Regions from separate parts of the Mus musculus genome. Here regions 1 and 3 are each linked to region 2. The links are chromatin contacts, called in public Hi-C and promoter capture Hi-C maps. All regions are on one chromosome and are shown on one strand. The core of a region is the stretch at or near the end of the contact, and the rest is flanking DNA. Distances in the headings are between cores, read along the strand shown. Region 1 overlaps 1700011L22Rik (RIKEN cDNA 1700011L22 gene). Region 2 has its middle 10 kb from the start of Gm51578. Region 3 has its middle 74 kb from the start of Otud4.

The links. Promoter capture Hi-C pulls out the DNA fragments that hold promoters and counts their contacts. A called contact is a pair of places that touch in the nucleus more often than the background predicts.
Region 1: a contact with region 2 is called in a promoter capture Hi-C map of liver, with 1.9 times the contacts expected there. The contact joins two enhancer-like sites. A contact is called at or near these places in 1 of 39 promoter capture datasets (liver), 1 of 115 datasets of contacts at active chromatin or transcription factors (embryonic stem cells) and 1 of 9 other capture datasets (liver).
Region 3: a Hi-C map of the N1E-115 cell line shows a contact between it and region 2, with 6 times the contacts expected there. The contact joins two enhancer-like sites. A contact is called at or near these places in 4 of 39 promoter capture datasets (liver, pre-B cells, stem cell-derived epiblast-like cells and 1 more), 1 of 15 datasets of contacts at CTCF or cohesin (the NIH/3T3 cell line), 2 of 484 Hi-C or Micro-C datasets (the AML12 cell line and the N1E-115 cell line), 3 of 115 datasets of contacts at active chromatin or transcription factors (embryonic stem cells, forebrain and stem cell-derived neural progenitor cells) and 3 of 9 other capture datasets (adipose tissue, liver and pancreatic islet).

Annotation. Positions count from the first base shown.
Region 1 is chr8:79,208,545-79,211,868 of GRCm38.p6, forward strand. 1700011L22Rik (RIKEN cDNA 1700011L22 gene) reads right to left here. Exons shown (of 6, transcript NM_026315.1): 6 at 1,886-2,213. The coding sequence ends at 2,106. Among named protein-coding and RNA genes, the nearest start is that of Gm30271, 8.3 kb to the left of the region's middle. Within about 2 kb of position 1,602, at least 235 of the 459 cell types and tissues checked have an H3K27ac peak or open chromatin away from gene starts, as enhancers often do. A contact at or near this core is called in liver, where this site is marked.
Region 2 is chr8:79,413,676-79,417,132 of GRCm38.p6, forward strand. No RefSeq gene overlaps it. Among named protein-coding and RNA genes, the nearest start is that of Gm51578, 10 kb to the left of the region's middle. Within about 2 kb of position 1,421, at least 33 of the 459 cell types and tissues checked have an H3K27ac peak or open chromatin away from gene starts, as enhancers often do. A contact at or near this core is called in the N1E-115 cell line and liver, where this site is marked.
Region 3 is chr8:79,564,180-79,567,890 of GRCm38.p6, forward strand. No RefSeq gene overlaps it. Among named protein-coding and RNA genes, the nearest start is that of Otud4, 74 kb to the right of the region's middle. Within about 2 kb of position 2,167, at least 3 of the 459 cell types and tissues checked have an H3K27ac peak or open chromatin away from gene starts, as enhancers often do. A contact at or near this core is called in the N1E-115 cell line, where this site is marked.

The sequences.
Region 1 (3,324 bases), core at 352-2,851, 200 kb before region 2:
GGGAGGGAGGAGAGAGAGAGAGGAGAGAAAGAGAGAGAGAGAGAGAGAGAGAGAGAGAGAGAGAGAGAGAGAGAGAGAGAGAGAGAGAGAGACCTTGTCACTTTAAAGCCCGCAGGTTGTTAATCTCCTGAAGGCACCAGTGCACTTGGCAGTCTGCTAAGCCTGCCTCTTTCCTGGAGAAAAGGGTGGCATTTTGCCTAGGATGTGATGCCCAAACCTCAGGGTAGCCCTGGCCCTATCACGTGGATCTGCCCCTCAGGGAACCGTTGCTGATCCTTTGGCTCCAGCCTGGGAAGCCTTTTACAAAGTGAGTCACAGGCTGCATTGACCACCCTATCAGGGGAGGCCAGGGCTGCCATGTATGGTCTGTGCTCGGTGCCACCCACCTCTCATGTCACTCCTACTTTTTTTGCCAGGACAGCCTGAGTCATGAAACTCAGCGCATTCCTTAGGCCTTGGATCGTGTTTCCTTGTTACTACTTTGTCTTTGTTTTACGGAGCACCTGGTTTCATTTTAAAATCCCAAATAAAATCCCCTGGCCAGGGTGGGGGTGGGAAGAGAACAGAAAGAAAGCAAAGGAAAAAAGGGAGGGAGGGAAACCTAGGCTGGTGGTGGAGACAGAGGAAAAGGAGGACCCTGGACAAAACAGGACGGCTACAAGTTAATTCCTTCTGACCAGAGGCTCTTTCACTGCCTGGAAGTGCCTGTGGCTGGTCCCCTGCTGCTTCCCGTCCCGTCCCCCCCTTTTTTCCAGTCTCCTCAATAAACGGACTAATCTTTGATAAACCTGAAGAACTTTCCAAATACAGCACATTATGAGTCCTTAAATCGGCCTGTCTCCTTTATCTTGTACTATAAACCCTAATTCACTGCGTGAGTCAGTATTTTTCCATAAGCTAACTTTTTTTTTTCTGTTCTGTTTTTTCCTATGGGGGTAGGGGGAGTCAGGGAAGAAGGCGGTCTGCATAGAAGGCAGACTCAGCCCTCCCGACATGCTGCTGGTCACGCTGAGTTTCTGTGGCCAGGTTATTTCTGTAAATTTGTCTGTAAAGCTGTTGACATTGATTTTTAGAATGGAAACAGAATTCTAACAAACTCTGGCTTGCATGTAGCAAAAGCTGAACACTGGGGCACTAAGAAAGCCTTGCCATGGATAAATGCCTCCTTAGGAGTGGTGATGCACAGTCACTGGGGCATGGTCCTTGGGTGCCAGCCTGGGCGTCTGCCCAGAGGTCCCCTCGCTCTGCCTGCGCAGGGCAGACTGTTGGAGGCTCCGGAGTGGCCCAGGGCTGCATTTACATTGCACGGTTCTGGCGAGTTTAATGGAAACCACATGAAGGGGAAGCAGACCAGATGGCTCCCAGCGAATGTATTTAGCCCAACCTGGGGCTAAAGGAAAAAAACATATTAAGGGTTGGGTCCTGGGGTGCGGCTAGGGGGTTAGGGTGCGACGTTTGTGTTTCCTGTTCAACAGGAGCCGTGGGTTGGGGTGCAGGCTGGATCGGGGCCCCGAAGCGCCGGGTGGCAGAGGAATGGCTGCCAGCGGGAGGGAACTATTCCGTGGCCTTGCTCCTTTTTGCCAGGTCCCTTAGCGGCTCTCGGGCAGGGCAACCACACGGCTGTGAGGGGACCCCGCCAGGGCAGATGCAGCGGGAAGAGGGAGGCGCAGGCCTATGGGCGCCGCGGAAGGCGGAGCCAGCTGCAAAGCCAGTTTTCCCTGAGTGGAGGGAACTGCTACAGGCCTTCTGGGTCATAGCACAGGGAAAACAGAAAGGTCTTTCTCTGAGGTAGAGGACAGGCTACATAACTCTGGAGCCCACTAAGGTGGAGGTCATGCTATCGTTTGTGAGGTTCTAACAGCAGAATGTGAACCTGGGCACTTTGTAAAGGAACATTAATCATGTTTATGACAAACCCCTTCCCCATCAACACACGTGCGTGTGTGCGCGCGCACACACACAAGAATAAGGGAGGAAGCCCAGGGAAGTTTCTAGCAAGATCTTCCCTATGTGCACAATCCATCAAAGCCTTCTTGGAACTCCTGTCTCAATGGCTTAACACAGACACGAGGTAGGGCTCTAGGTCTGTGGCTTCTTTCTTGAAATCACTTGAATTTGCGCCCTGAGCTTCCACTGGTATTGGAGGAGAATCGATCCGTCCCTGAGTCCTCCGAGGAGCCCAACTTGCTTTCATAATCCCATTGTCGCTGAAGCTGGAGGGAGAAAGGGTTCGATTGTCAACACTCGCGCATCCACAAAGATCAGTTCCCACAAAAATAGGATTTAAATTGCCTCTTTCAAACTAGACATCACTCATGAGCAGGGCCTGGCATCACTTTTGCATTTTCTTCCATCTTAAAAAAAGCTAAATAAACCCTTTCTGTTTCATATATTGTACCTCAGTCAGGAAGGACAGATCAATAAGCAAGATGGATTTAAAAAGACAAGAATTCTAAGAAACGCTAAAGACTCGGTCTCTTGTCTCGGCCCTTTCATCATCCCCCACTGATAGGAACCTTTACTATGCTTTCCCACTTCCAACCAGCAGGCAATCCTGGGTGTGAGTTCTCGGCTTTTCAGTCCTACATCATGACCCTCTTCAAGTCAGGTTCCACGAACATGAAGAATTCAAAGAGAGTTTCCAGTGGAGCTGGTCACCAAGCAAATGTTTTTAACCCTAAGAATTTTGGCAGCCTGGCAGGAAATGGACAATTCTCAACCTGGTGGCTTTTGCACCTTCCCCTAAAATATCAGTACCTGTTTTAAAATATTTTAAATGTGGGGAATGGAGGGATGGCTGCTCTTCCAGAGGACCCAGGTTCAATTCCCAGCACCCACACCGTAACTCATATCCATCTGTAACTAGATTTGCAGAGGACTGGAGCCTTCTGGCCTGGGAGGGCATCAGGTACAGACATATATGTACATATAAAAAAATGAAAATATTAAATGTTGCTTTACTCATTAAAGCCATGGTTTGGTTTGGTCAGGATTCTGGCTCAACATTAGTCAGATAACTGCCCCATATTTATCGAATGTGACAGGGAAAGAGGAGGGGGATGGGGGGATGGTTTTGGACTGTTAGTACATCACAATAGAATGTATGAAAATGGATTTAGGGGAGGGGTCAGGAGAGGAAGACAAGCATCCCTCAGTACAGCTCTGACACTGATTGGCAATGAAATTGCCTGGCACCCGTGCAACTCCACGCAGCAAGAACGAATTATTTAATTGTAGTTAATCATTCCCTTAGACAACTCCCAGGAGGAAGCTGCGACCAGCACACTTTCAGGAAATCATCTTCCTTTCCCAGAAGTGAGCCCC
Region 2 (3,457 bases), core at 171-2,670:
CTAGCCCACTGTGGGCAGCACCATTTTCTGGGCAGGTGGACTTAAGCTGCCTTAGAAAGCTAGCTGAGTGTTAGCCAGCCTGCAAGGGAGCCAGCAAGCAGGATTCCTCCATGGTTTCTGCTTTAGGTTCTTCCTTGAGTTTCTGCCCTGACTTCCTCCAGTGATGGACTGTGACCTGTAGGCTACAATCCTCTGTTAACTTGCCTTTGGCCCGAGCGTCTTATCACAGTGGCAGAAAGGACACTAGAACAACTCTAACTGTGCACAGGGTTTTGAACACATCGCTCCCTTCAAGCAACTCATGGGGAGTGGCAGCACACACAGAATAACCCCGTACAATGGTGAACACTGGGAGCCAGCGTCAAACTAAGCACGTCCTATGTAATTCGCCCTGCCACTGTCAGGAGTTGCCTTTGGATGTCTTCTCACTGTGAGCTATCTGAGGACAGTAATGTATTCAAAACATCTTAGCACAAGATTTTGCAGGTTTCCCACTTGGAGGCCTCCAATTTTTTTGAATTAGATATAAATATTTTTGTCTTTTAAATATGGTCTCCTACGCAGTCTAGGCAGGCCTTAAATTTGTGCTCTCAATTCCAAAGTACTGGAATACAGGTATGCACCATCATAGGCATGCACATTTTAGCCAAGAAAGACCTTGTGGCTTTTCAAGGTTCTATGCTTTCAAAACTCTTCCCACGTAGCAAATAGCAAGAGCTAGTAGGTTTGTTATGTGCTGATGAATGTTAAAATAAGAACACACGATGAGGAGTCTCATAACACCCCTGTCAATAAATTTTCCTCCACTGTACAACAAGTTTTTGTTCTTTGTTTTTTTTAATCAAATAAAAAAAATATTCCTTCGGGCAGGCAAAATGACTCGGCTGGTAGAGACACTTGCTTCCATACCTGAGGACCAGAGTTCGATTCCCAGGTGAGACCCACATGGTAGAAGGAGAGAACTGATTCCTGAAAGTGATTCTCTGGCCTCCACAGCACAAGCCCTCCTTTCTATCTCAAATAAATAAATAAATAAATAAATAGAATAGAATAGAATAGAATAGAATAGAATAGAATAGAATAGAATAGAATAGAATAGAATGAGAAACCATTCTTTCTTCCCAATATGTATAGGTTACCCTGCCTCTTTAAGTTAATCTTCAGTGAAATGAAAACATTGGTGAACTCTCAGTGCCGGAAGGCTGGGATCAGAAGCACCTCACGCAGCTTCCGTTACCCCTCTGTAGCAGATAGAGTAATTCAGGCCTCCCTGATAGCGCAGGCCCTGAAATTGTGGAGCACGGGACTTAGTTACTCAGCACCAGCTAACCAAGAGAAGAAGAGCAGCACAGTCTAGCATGAGTCCTGGGTGCCTCTGCTGTTGTCTCTCATGGTTAATGTGTTAGGATATCTGGCACCAGGCCCAGAAAAATCAAGATTGACTTCCTCTCCATCGAAGGTTTCATTTCCTCTCTGTGGGGATACTCCTCTATGGGAGAATGCTCATTGATTCAATTTAGCTCACCAGGACCTGGACTGAAGCCCTCTGTCACACAGGCCTTCTCCCCAGAGCATGCGTATCAATGCTCTCCTGCTTCTCTCCCAAGGGAGAATCTTAGTGGACAGAGATGAAGCAGCACTCTTCAATCCCCCTTTGTCTTGCTTAGATGCTTTCATGGCTGTTAACTCACTAGATCATTTATTTGGTCAGGAAATACTTACTGAGCATCTACCAGGCCTGCTATAAGTGAACAAGCCACATGGGACTCTAGCTACCATTGAACCACTGTCCTGTGGATCTTGGAAATACTCGGGAGCAAGCTCCCAAGTGGCAGCCTGCTAGTATTGGAAAAGGCATCTTGAAGAGGCAAATTGCACAAGACTGCTTCTTCCAAGGTCTCCCACGCTGTCCTTTCTAGGTCCATTTTTCTCATAGCTGAACCGGGTGCTTGCTTTTCATTACACACTTCCCCTGCCCCAGTGTGCAGGAAATATGCACAGAGTGAGCTACATGTAGGTATTGTGAGAGTGTGTGTAAGAAAACTCACAGCAAATGAGAGATAACTTACTCTGAAGAGATTCTTGTCTCCCATGTGCCTGGAATACTCTTTACTAGTGTGCAATGTAAACACAATACCAGACTTTTATGTATTTCCCTTGATATTTGAGTACCCACCAGTCCTTGGTGACAGGAAGGACTTCCTGAGGCCTCCACTACCACCCTACAACTTACTGACTTTGAAGGAGTCCAGTCCTGATACAGGGAGCCAGGTAAAGGGATAAACCGGAAGTGTCGTTGCTACCGGAAGTTACAGATGGGCCTGAATGTTCCAAAGCTAGTGCGTTTGTTCATGGTGACTGGGGTTTTTCTATGGAGTCACCTTGTTTCTTCCTGTGGCCTCAGAAGCATCACTTGAGCGCTGAGGCCATATCCTTTTTAGATTGTATGTGTTCAGCCATTTCCCACAATCCTTAGCATTTACTAGCATTGAGCCAAGCTAGTAATGAAATGAACCAGCTACCCTCATGCTGGAAAACACCCTTCCTACAGACTGGTTTCGTCTACCTTAGCATCTTGGGCCACATAGGCACATCTGGCCAGGACTCATACAAATGTGTACACAGGGGAAAGGCTAACGTTACTTACAAACAAACACACCCGTTCAGGAACATGGACACCTACACATAAAGGCTCACAGTGAAGGATTGTCTCTTCACCATGTTTTCACAGGATCGAGGGCTCTTCACTGATCCCCACAATAAAGTCTGTGTCCTCCCTCCCCAGCTTCTGCAGACAACTATTCTACTGTTAAGTTCTAGAAGATCAAGGTTTTAAGATTCCATATGGGTGAACTCATGGAGCATGCCTTTTTGTCTCGGGTTTATTTAGCTTAACACAGTATCCTCCAGATCCATTCAGGTGGTCACAAACTAAAAGATTTCATCCTTGTATCTGAACAGGTTTCATTGTATTTGATATTAGATTTTCTTTACCCCATTCATCAGTTGGACACTTTTGTTACTTTCATTGAAAGCCTTACAATTTAAATATTATGAAAGACGTTAATGCACTTTAAGAAACACTGCCATTGAAGAGGACCCAGAAGCCATGTGAGTGGCTTACACCACCTGCCTGTCACCCCAGACCCTGGGAATCTGAAGCATTGTTCTGACCTCCGGAGCCATTCACACATGAACACACCAACCCAATACAGATCATTTAAAAATAAAATAAATCTCTCTTTTTTTTCCTTGGGTATTCAAGAGAGGGCTCCTCTGTGTATAACCCTGGCTGTCTAGAAACTCAGTCTGTAGACCAGGCCACCTGTGTCTGTCTCCCAAGTGCTGGTATTAAAAGCGTGCACCATTACTGTCCGACTATAACATAAATCTTCAAAACAGAAATCTTAAAATACAAAGACCTAAAGTAATAAATGAAATATACCCTACCATTGTT
Region 3 (3,711 bases), core at 917-3,416, 150 kb after region 2:
GTGTCTGTGTGTGAGTGTGTCTGTGTGGAGTATCTGTGTGTGCCTGTATGTGTGAGTGTGCCTGTGTGTGTGTGCCTGTGTGTGTGTGCCTGTGTGTGTGTGCCTGTGTGTGCATTTGTGCCTGTGTATATGAGTGTGTATGTCTGTTTGTGTCTCTATGAGTGTATTGTGAAAATGTGCATCTGTGTGTGACTGTTTGCAGGTTTCTGTCTGTTGCGGGTTTCTGTTTGTGTGTGTCATGTGTATGTCTGTGTGTGTATGTATGTCTGTGTGTGTGCCTGTGTGTGAAGTTTTGTATATGTGTGTCTGTCTGTGTGTGTGTGTCTGTATCTGAGTGTGTCTGTGTGTGGGTTTGTATGTGTATGTCTATGTATAAGTGATCTTGTTTATCTGTGTATGAGTGTGTGTCTGTGTGTAAGTGTATCTTGTGTGGGGTATCTGTATGTGTGTGACTGTATGTGCGAAAGAGTGCCTGTGTGTATGTCTATGTATGTGAATGTGTGTCTGTGTGACTGTATTGTGAAAGTGTGTCTGCATGTGTTTGTGTATGTTTGTGTGTGAATGTGCCTGTGTATCTGTGTGTGTGAGTGTGTCTCTGTGTGTGTGAAATTCTGTATGTGTGTGTCTGTGTGTATGAATGGATCTGTATGTGGGGTTCTGTATGTGTATGTCTGTGTGTGTGAGTGAGCCTGTGTGTGTGTGTGTGTGTGTGTGTGTATGTGTGTGTGTGTGAGGATGTGAGCATGTGTGTGTCTGTGTGAGTATGTCTATGTGTATAAAAGAGAAAAGTCTAACACCTGTTTTACTCTTATTTTTAAACATTTTTAGAGTGAGTGAGTGACTGAGTGACTGAGTATGTCTTTGTGCCTGAGTGCTTATATGTGACCATGTGTGTGCAGGAGTCCCCAGAGACCAGAAAAAGTTGTCATATCATGTAGAACCAGAGTTCTAGGTTGTCGTGAACTGCCAGGTGGTGCTGGGAACTGACCCAGGTCCTCTGCAAGCACAGCAAATCCTCTTAATCACTGAGGCAGCTCCCCAAGTCATTTAAACCTGTTTGATTTACTGTTGCCTAAAGGTGCAAAAGAACTTCACAAAGCTCTTCATTAATTAAAAAGGCATGAATTAATATATTGGCACACATCAAAGTGAATATTTTTCTCAGTGGGTAAAATTGCAGGCCTCACTACACAGAGAGAGACTCTGACCCAATTCACCATATAGTCCTCATTTTTCTCTATCTATATCTATTTGTGGTAATCAAGAATCTTACCACTGTATGACAGCTGACTGACTAACCTGCTTACATGATCAAGGCAACTTGGAGAAGAAAATTTGGGCTTACATTTTGTGGTGGTTTGAATAGGTTTGACCCCATACACTCGTGTATTTGAATTGTTGGCCCATAGAGATTATTAGGAGGTGTGACCTTTTTGGAGTAGATGTGGGCTTGTTGGAGGAAGTGTGTCATTGCTGGGACAGACTTCTATGCTCAAGCTACATCCATTGTGATACACAGTCTTCCTTCTTCTGACTTCAGATCATGATGTAGAACTCTCAGCTTCTCCTCCAGCATTATGTCTGCTTGCACACTGCATGCTGCCATGTTCCCTGCCATGACAATAAAGGACTAAGCCTCCGAAACTGTAAGTCAGCCCAGTTGAATGCTTTCCTTTATAAGAATTGACTTGGTCATATAGTGTTGGCACATACCTTTAGTCCAATCACTCTGGAGACAGAGTTAGGTGGATCTTTGTGAGTTTGAGGCCAGCCTGGTCTTAAGAGCTAGTTCCAGTACAGTCATCTCTACACGAAGAAACCCTATCTTGGGGATTTCCACCAAAAATTCAAAATTTCCTGCTCAACCATAAATGGGACCTTTATATCAATTCCCAGGAGAATCCTAGACCATGAAAGAAGAGGGCATGCAAAGATTGTATTTTAGGTAGGGTTTCTATTACTGTGAAGAGACACCAAGACCACAGCAACACTTAATAAGGAAAGCATGTAATTGGGGCTGGCTTATAGCTTCAGATGTCTACTCCATTATCATCATGGCAGGAAGCATAGCAGTGCACAGGCAGACACAGTACTAGAGAAAGAGCTGGGAGTCCTACATCTGGATCAGCAGGCAGCAGGAAGAGAGAGTGACCCTGAGCCTTGCTTGAGCTTCTGAAACCTTAGAGTGACCCACTTCCTATAACAAGGCCATACCTTCAACCATGTCATATCCTGTGTATCTATGTGGGCCATTTACATTCAAACTACCACAGATTGTAAGAGCAAAAGTCAGGGAGGATTGTCCTCTGGATACAACAGGAAAGTCATGAATTCACAGCTGCTGTGGTTGTCTAGACAAGATCTGTCCAAGATCAAAGCAGTCAGCATCCCACCATGAGCCCCTCCCCCCTCTAGCTAAGGAGTTGCTGGCCACTGATGGCTGCAGTGAGAGAGAGTCCGTTTACTTCAGGGATGTACTCCCTGGTAGTCGGCCAAACTCTGGCTGATGACTCCATCCAAATGCAGATATGGACAACACTAATTGGACTAAGTGAATTCTTTTTAAAAGGACATGAGAACGGGAGGGGACATGGGTAAGATCCAGCAGGAGCCAGAGAGATGAAATACGGGTGGATATGATCAAAATTCATTGTAGGCATATATGAAATTCTCAAAAAATTAATTTTAAAATATCACATTAAGAACCCCACCTGGGAGGGAGTATGGGGAGGGAAATGGGAGGTTCAGGATCAGTGGGGAAGGGTAGGAGAGATGGCCAAATGGCCATGAAAAGGAGTGAAAATCTGCAACTGGAGGGGCTGGGGAGATAGGGGGCATCTCCAGGACAAGACAGAGACCTGGGATAAGAGAAGTGTCCAAGAATCAGTGGGGATTACTCACTACACTGGGGATGTGGAATATGAATAGGCCATGTCCTGAAGCCAGACAGGAACCCCAGTGGAGTGATAGAGAAACCAACCCACCCACAAAACTTTCCACCCAAAATTTATCCTGACTGTAAGAAATGCAGGCACAGGGGAAAGCAGAGACTGAGCGAATGACCAACCAATAACAGGCCCAACTTGAGACCCATCCCACAGCCAAACACTAATCCCTGACACTATTAATGATACTCTGGTTATGCTTGTAGAAAGGAGCATATCGTCCTCTGAGAGGCTCCACCCAGCAGCTGACTCAGTCAGATAAAGACACCCACAGCTAAACAGGGAATGGAGCTTAGGAATGCTTATGGAAGAATAGGAGAAAGGACTGTGGGCCTGGAGGGAATAGAAAGTCCACACGAAGACCAACAGAGTCAACTTACCTGGACCTGGGGCTCTCAGAGACTGAACCACCAACCAATAAACACACATGGGCCGGACCTAGGCCTCCCTGATCATATGAGGCAGGTGTGCAGCTAGCTCTTCATGTGGGTTCCAAACAACTGGAGCAGAGGCTATCCCAAAAGCTATTGCCTGTATGTGGGATATGTTCTACTACCTGGGCTGCCTTGTCTGGCCTCAGTGGGAGAGGAAGTGCCTATCTTCACAGAGACTTGAAGTGCCAAGGTTGGGGGGACACCCAGGGGTCTCCACTCACTTAGAGGAGAAAGGGAAGGGATATAGGGAAGGACTGTGTGCGTGTGCGTGTGTGTGTGTGTGTATGACCAGGAAGGGGCAGTGAGTGGGATATAAAGTGAATAAGTAAAAA